Regions from separate parts of the Mus musculus genome. Here region 2 is linked to region 1. Evidence: chromatin contacts called from public promoter capture Hi-C data. All regions are on one chromosome and are shown on one strand. Each heading gives the region's core, a stretch centred on a gene start, on an enhancer-like site or on the middle of the called end of the contact. The rest is flanking DNA. Distances are from core to core; before and after follow the strand shown. Region 1 overlaps Vps53 (VPS53 GARP complex subunit). Region 2 overlaps Abr (active BCR-related gene).

What was found. Capture Hi-C pulls out chosen DNA fragments and counts their contacts.
Region 2: a contact with region 1 is called in a promoter capture Hi-C map of adipose tissue. The contact joins two enhancer-like sites. A contact is called at or near these places in 2 of 39 promoter capture datasets (the C10 cell line and the HPC-7 cell line), 5 of 115 datasets of contacts at active chromatin or transcription factors (the 230-238 cell line, craniofacial prominence, embryonic stem cells and 2 more) and 3 of 9 other capture datasets (adipose tissue, liver and pancreatic islet).

Annotation. Positions count from the first base shown.
Region 1 is chr11:76,165,483-76,169,112 of GRCm38.p6, reverse strand. Vps53 (VPS53 GARP complex subunit) reads left to right here. Exons shown (of 22, transcript NM_026664.4): 3 at 2,865-2,914. The region is part of intron 2 of Gm46252 (a long non-coding RNA gene); the gene reads right to left. Among named protein-coding and RNA genes, the nearest start is that of Vps53, 12 kb to the left of the region's middle. Within about 2 kb of position 1,887, at least 41 of the 459 cell types and tissues checked have an H3K27ac peak or open chromatin away from gene starts, as enhancers often do. A contact at or near this core is called in adipose tissue, where this site is marked.
Region 2 is chr11:76,448,249-76,451,846 of GRCm38.p6, reverse strand. All of the region lies in intron 16 of Abr (active BCR-related gene), which reads left to right. Among named protein-coding and RNA genes, the nearest start is that of Timm22, 43 kb to the right of the region's middle. Within about 2 kb of position 2,101, at least 93 of the 459 cell types and tissues checked have an H3K27ac peak or open chromatin away from gene starts, as enhancers often do. A contact at or near this core is called in adipose tissue, where this site is marked.

The DNA of each region.
Region 1 (3,630 bases), core at 638-3,137:
TACGTGCTCTTACTGTCTAGATTTTTGCTTGTGAATATGTTTTGACAATTTTAAATACCTTATAAATATTTTATACTTGTAATTAAAACAGTCTTATAGTGTGTAATTATATATGATATATACATAGTTATCCATGAGTATGTAAGACATATTATCTTGTATGTCCCTCATTTAGAGGTGTGGTAACAAAGCAGAATTCCTGGCTGCCTTCATCCAGATTTCTCAAATACTTTGTTTTTCTTTTGAGACAGGGTGTCTCTGTGTAGCCCTGGCTGTCCTGGAACTCGCTCTGTAGACCAGGCTGGCCTCGAATTTAGAGATCTGCTTGGCTCTGCTTTCTGAGGAGTGCTGGGATAATGATGTGTGCCACTACCATCTGGTCTTAAAACATTTTTTAAGTCAACGTGTGTGTGTGTGTGTGTGTGTGTGTGTGAGAGAGAGAGAGAGAGAGAGAGAGAGAGAAACAGACAGAGACACAGACAGAGAGAAAGACAAAGGGGAGGAGAGAGAGGGAGGGGGACAGAGAGAGACAGACAGACAGACAGACAATGACTATATACACAGACTGGTAGAAGGCTCAACAGGTAAGGCACGTGCCCCTAAGCCTGAGGACCTATGTGAGGACTTATGTTCAGTCCCAGGACTCACACAACAGAAGAGACCCGACCCTCACAAGCTGTCCTTTGAGATTTGTGCTCAAGCCGTGGTACTTGTGTGCACATACCTGCACTTAAGTGCACACGTGCGCGCGCGCGCGCGCACACACACACACACACACACACACACACACACACACACACACTCTCACTACTGTTGCTTTAAGAGGGCTCCAAGCCGGGCGTGGTGGTGCACGCCTTTAATCCCGGCACTCAGGAGGCAGAGGCAGGCGGATTTCTGAGTTCGAGGCCAGCCTGGTCTACAAAGTGAGTCAGGACAGGACAGCCAGGGCTACACAGAGAAACCCTGTCTCGAAAAAAGCAAAACAAAACAAAACAAAACAAAAAAAGAGGGCTCCAGCAGAGTTAGTAGGCCAGGAGCTGTTATGCTCATTTTCCTTAGAAACTCAGGGATGTTGAACAACTGCCCTCCAGCGAGTTGGCAGTGGCAGAGTGGACGAGTGTGTGGTCCTGGATAACTCACTGGCTGTTCTGACATGGGCAGTGATTTAAATCATACACAGTCCAGTTGTGAAGGGACTAACATAACAGAGTAGGAACAAGTTCACCCCACCTGAGTTGTTTTCCTCATTAAAATAGCTTCTCTTTTCTGAATTTCACTTTCACCGCTGGCTGACTATTCTTGGATTTCTGAAAATTCCGAGTAAGCCTTGGCTTAGCGGAAGTTGTGTGAACAGGGTAATGTGGCATCTCAGGTCTGTTCCTGGAAGGTTTCTGGCTTCCTCCTGTAGCAGAGAGCCAGAAGCAATTTTTAATTTTTAAGCGTAGTTCCTCCTGAGAAAAAGTATCTGTTGGGGAAAAGGCCAAGGGAATTAGAAAATTACCATCCTCCCATCTTCCACCAGGGGGCACCATTTCACCGTATTTTCTTTCGAGGTTTGCTTGTTTTCACTATTCCATAGCAGTCAGTAGAGATGAATTAAAATATAGACAAATACTCAGCCACCACTGCCTGATTTTTTTTTTTTTAAAGAGACTCACTAAGTAGACTGCTACTCAAACTTGTGATCCTCCTGCCTCAGACTCCTGAGTGCTGGCATTACAGGTGTGTACCATTGTGCTTGCTTGAGCAGACTCATGAACTTTCCCAGGTGAAGGGCACCATCACTCAAGGAGGACCCTGAGGACTAACACAGTGTCCTCGGTGAGCCTCTCTGGCTGTGTCAGCCACTGCTTCCTCAGAGAGCTGCTGTTGGACTCGGGTGAGAAGTAGCCCCCCCCCTGCTTTGGGATTGCATCAGTGGGGTTGTGTCATCTGCAGCCTTGCTCCTGACTTTCCCCAGCAGTGGTGTGTAAGAATTAGGCATCTTGGTATGGCTGTATCCATTCATCCCATGTCTTTCTATAGTTTGTTTTATAGTCATATTTTTTTTTCTTTCGAGGCAGGGTCTCACTTTGTAGTGCTGGCCAGCCTAGAACTCAAGAGACTCCCCTGGCTCTGTCTCCTGAGTGCTGGAAATACAAGCTTGCACCATCTCATCCAGGCCACAACCTTGTATGTCCTGTGTTAGCAAACTTCCCATAAAGGTCAAGACAGTCTTCTAAGCTTTATAGGTCCCGCAGTGCCCGGTACAGCTTCCCAGCTCTGCCACCACAGTACATGAGCAGCCACAGCCACATGGGAGTTGACTAATGTGGCTGCCTTCCAATAAAGCTTCAAAAAGAGAACAGATAGTATTTGTCAGCTATGCTTAGGGGCTGGGAAGATGGCTCAGTACGCACTGCTGAGGGTGAAAAAGTGTGGCGACTGAGTCTGGTTCCTGAGCACACATGTAGATGCTGGGCATGGTGGCTTGCCTATACTCTCAGCACTCAGAAGGTGAAGACAAGGGGTTTCCAGAGCAAGCTGGCAGGGAAGACTAGGTGGATCGGTGAGCCTTGGGTGTGAGAGACACTACCTCAGTACATAAGGTGGGCAGTGAGGAAGACTCCTGATGTCACCCTCTGGCCTGTGCATCTGTGTGTTCAAAGAATGGACATACATGCCTACACACATGTACACCATGTGCACATGTACACAAACCAAAACATTTTAAAAAAATAAGATGATTTTTAAAAGAATTAAATGTGCTATCAAGATCAAACTTCTTGAGGTGTCACAAACATCCCTTGAGTGCATTATTTCTCTGTGAAAGAAAATTCCAACAAGGACATTAACAGCCAGCAATCTTCTTTTCTTTATTGTAGTCTCTGGCAAACATTGACGATGTTGTGAACAAAATTAGACTGAAAATAAGGTAAGTAATGCCATATGCTTTTTTAATGAAAGGCATATTGTTAATCTAGTCATATCTGAATCACATTTTTTGATGAAAGCACTGAAATCTCAAATTTAAAAGTAATTCTTCTCTTGTGGCTTTTCATGTAAACTCTATGGCAAAGAGCTTGATTCTTTGGCCAGTGTTTTACTGCCCATACAAAACGAAGGGAGCTGGAACAGACTGTTCAAAAGCAGTTACCATCAGGCGGGCTGTCGTGGTGCACACCGTTAATCCCAGCACTCAGGGGTAGACACAAGTGGATCTCTGAGTTCAGAACCAGCCTATTTTATATAGCCAGGGCTGTACAGTGAGACCCTGTCTTAAAACAAAACAAGACCAAAAAAAAAAAAATCATCAGGGCTGGGAATGTAACTTAGAAGAGTGCTAACCCAGCATAATAACATGAAGCCCCAGATTCAGTCCTAAAAGCATGGCATAAACCCATAAACCACGTATGGGTGCAAACACTTATAGTCTTAGCACGTGGGAGGGAGAGGCAGGAGAGGCAGGAGAGGCAGGAGAATCAGAAGTTCAAGGTCATCTTTGGCTACGTGGTAAGCTTGAGACCTGTCTGGGATTTATGAGACCTTATCAAAAAAAAAAAAAAAAAAAAAAAAAGGAAAAAAGGAGAAAGAAGAAAAGTTAACTTTCAAAGAAGGAATAACTTTTCTATAACGTTTAATGCTTTTATT
Region 2 (3,598 bases), core at 852-3,351, 280 kb before region 1:
AACCAGGGTGAGACCTGGAGCTGTAGGCCAGGATTGTACAGTTAAGAAGCCTTTCTTATTCCTTGTTTGGTCTTTTCTGACTTTGGCTCAAAGCTAAGACAAGTTCCCTAAAGTTGGCTCCTTGCTGTGACCCAGCTGCCCAGAGATCCTGGGTCCCCTGGCGACCATACCTGGCCCAGGTAGACTACCGTGTTCCTGCCTTTGTTGTCATAATAACTTTCAGTCTGTTGGTGGTTTTCTATGTGATGCTATGTTGGGAAGCATCACGAGGCTGTCATAAGCAGGAAGAGATGTAGATGCTTGTAATGAGCTGTGTGTGCTATGGGTGTGAGACAGAGGGGAGTCACATGTGCCCCAGTGGTTGCCATTCTACCACAAGGGCTTAGGATCAGCAGGGCTGCCGGGCTCCAAGTTCCTGTACTGTCCTCACCTGTGATGGGAGTCACTGTCTTGGCGGTGGGGAGGGGAGGGAAAGGATATCAACAGAGTCAGAGCCTCAGTGAGTGCACGTGTTTCAGTGTTTCCTGGTGCCCAGAAGATGGAAATGAGGGAAAGGGTCTGTGTGCACTTGTATCTCTGAGGCATTGTGCCAGTTTTGAAAAATGCTGCTATCTACTTATCTTCTCGAGAAAGCTTGAGGGATAATGTTTAGCATGGAGCCATTCACACTGCTGCTTGGCGCCTTGTGTGGCTCACCCTTAAGACACAGTGTGTGCAGATTCTGTGACCATGAACTTAAGGGAGATAATGACAAGGCTGGGTGGCAGGCATGGATGCTCTGGGTCTCTTAACTTTTGACCCCAACATGCATACCAAATTCATCCTGGGCAGGGAGTGTCACTCTTTTTCTGTTTTTTAAAGATTTTTTAAAAATTTTTATTTATATGAGTACACTGTAGCTGTCCTCAGACACACTCCAGAAGATTGCATCAGAACCCATTACAGATGGTTGTGAGACACCAAGTGGCTGCTGGGAATCGAACTCAGGACCCCAGGAAGAGCAGTCAGTGTTCTCAACTGCTGAGCCATCTCTCCAGCCCCATGTGTCACTCTTTTTTAATACTAGTTTTTATTTCATGTTTATGGGGATTTTGCCAGCATGCATGTGTATTCACTGCTTGTGTGACTGGTGCCGGCGGAACCAGAGAAGGTGTTGTACCCCCTGGTATTAGAGTTAAGGATGGAGGGTGCTAGAAACAAATCCTGGGTCCTCTAAGGGTTGTAACCACTGCGTTCTTTTTTAAGATAGTGTTGATTGTTCTCTGGTGTTTTACTTGGTGCCACTGGGAGGTGTGTGGGTATCCCCATCCCCCACCTGTCTTGGGTTCAGTATCTAAATAGAGGGGTGGTACCCTCCAGTCGAGGCCCAGCCATCTGCCTCATGTTCTTAAGCACAGCTTTCCTGATGCTGAGGGACCTGTACCCTGTTCATTGGTGCTGTCACCAGGGAGACAGTGCTGCTAGGCAACCACGTGCCAGCCCTTCATTGTTTCGGAAATAAGAATGACAGAAAGCTCTCTGAATCCAATCCCTGTCACATGTCCTCTTAAGTAGCAAAACCCTCACCTCTATGGCCTTGGTCAAGGCCCAAGCAATAAGCAGGGAACAAGTTCCAGGCTGGCCTGGCCAGCCTTGGCAGACAAGCAGCCAAGCGATGTAAGAAGCTGCCACGCTGCCTGGGCCATCGATGGCTGTAAAATGTAAGAGTGACCAGGGCAGCCAGCTCTGTGAGCACTACGGCCCCCTGCCTCTCTCCACTCAGATCCCAGGGCCAGGAGTCTCCCCCTGGATGGCAGGCAGCCCGGCTCCCTCTGCCCTCACGGTGCTGCTCAGGCCCAGAGGAAATACCATAAATCATCAGCTCTTGGAGACAGGAGCAGATGGAGGTCTCGGGGGAGGGGAGGCTGCCAGGTTGTATTTGGCAAAGCCGAAAGCACATTCTGCTAAGGAAAATGTTTCTGGTTTTAGCTTCGAAGAATGTTAAATGCCTGAGAGTTGATATTAAAAGAAACACAAACGTCCCAGCTGCCAGCCGACCGACCAGGCCAGTGAGTGGGCAGCTCAGAGCCCAGGGCCTCAGGAGGCCTTTGAAGTTCTCTAGCACTCAGCCTCCTGAGCACAACCCGGGCTATGAGCCATGGATTCACCTCACCATCTCCTGGGCACTGGGGAGGGGGTGACGTGGCTCTTAAAGCCCTGCACTGTAGCTACCTCAGAGCCACTGAGACAGCCAGGCTGGATGGATAGTCTGCACTGGACAGTCCCACATGGCCAGGCCCCACGGAGCTGTAGGACAGCCTGTTTCCATAGCTGCCACATGTTTAAGGTGTCTAGAGTTCTACCTAATTCTGCAACCCAGGTTGCTGCTTCCCTTCAGCGGGTCCTGAGAGCTTGGTGGGAGAGGAGGTAGGACCTAAGGGATGCTCAATGGGGTGGGGGTGGGGGGATGCCTCTACTCAGCCCAGCCTGGGATCAGTGAGGGGACCCGGAGTCTGAGCTCTAGGCGTTTGCTTCTGTGATGGGTTGCTCTCTTGTAGCCATGATGTAGGAGCGCATCTGAAAGTGGAGGCAGGGCTGTGTGTTATAATCAGTGCAGACAAATGGTAGCACTGGTCACTGCCATGTGTGTCCAGTATTTGTGCTCTGAGAAGCTCAGACCCAAGTGCTGTCTGATGTGATCCTGATACAGCTCTGCATGGAAGGTGACCCCTTTGTCCTGCTTCACAGATGGGACACTGAGCCCAAAGTGCCTCTGCTGACAGTATGCAGGGAATGCTATGCTGTCTCCTTGGTCCTCTGTATATCTTAGGCCTTCATCAAGAAGTCTTGCAGCCCAGGTTTGAAAGGCCTTGACGTGGCTAAAGGCCTGGTGATGGAGCTGGAGTCTTGCTGTCTGGCATAACAAGAGCCTCAGATTGCCATTGGTTGGAGTAGTGTCACCTCCGGATGCAAAACACTTTAGCATAGTGTGCCTAGAAAGAGGTAGAATGCATGGAAAAGAGCCAGGCAGGTTATAAATTTGGGGAGGGGGAAATTTACAGTGCCTCTGCAGTGAATGCACATAAGTGTAGGGTACCCTATCAGATTGAAGGGCTAGTATTGTACTACAGGCTACCAGACAGCAGCACAAGATGCTAGCACAATACTGATTAAGAAGCCCTCAGCTATGGCCGCAGGGGGTCTCCACAGCATCCTGTGAGCAGGAAGGGTCACAAAGATAAGCACACCCAGGCAGTGAGAGCAAATAACCTGTCCAAGGTCCAGGTGTGAACTCAGGAGAAGCAGCACCCTAACCTAGAGCTAGTTAGCCTCTGCTGCCAACTCCAAAGCCCATTGCTAGGGTGCTCTGCAGCCCCCACTGTCCTGGGTAAGGAATGGGTAGAAACTAACAGGGAAGGTTATGTGGCTGGAGGTAGGGAGGCTTCAAGAAGGATGTGAGGCTGGGGGATCTAAGAGCGCTGGATCTTTAATTCCAAAAGCAGGGTTTGTATTGAAAAATTAGAGTCATTGTGAAGAGTCTTGACAGTCACCAGCCCTCCCATTGAATCCCACGACCCTTTATTATATAATTCTGTGCTTTTCCCCCCGCCCTTGGGTG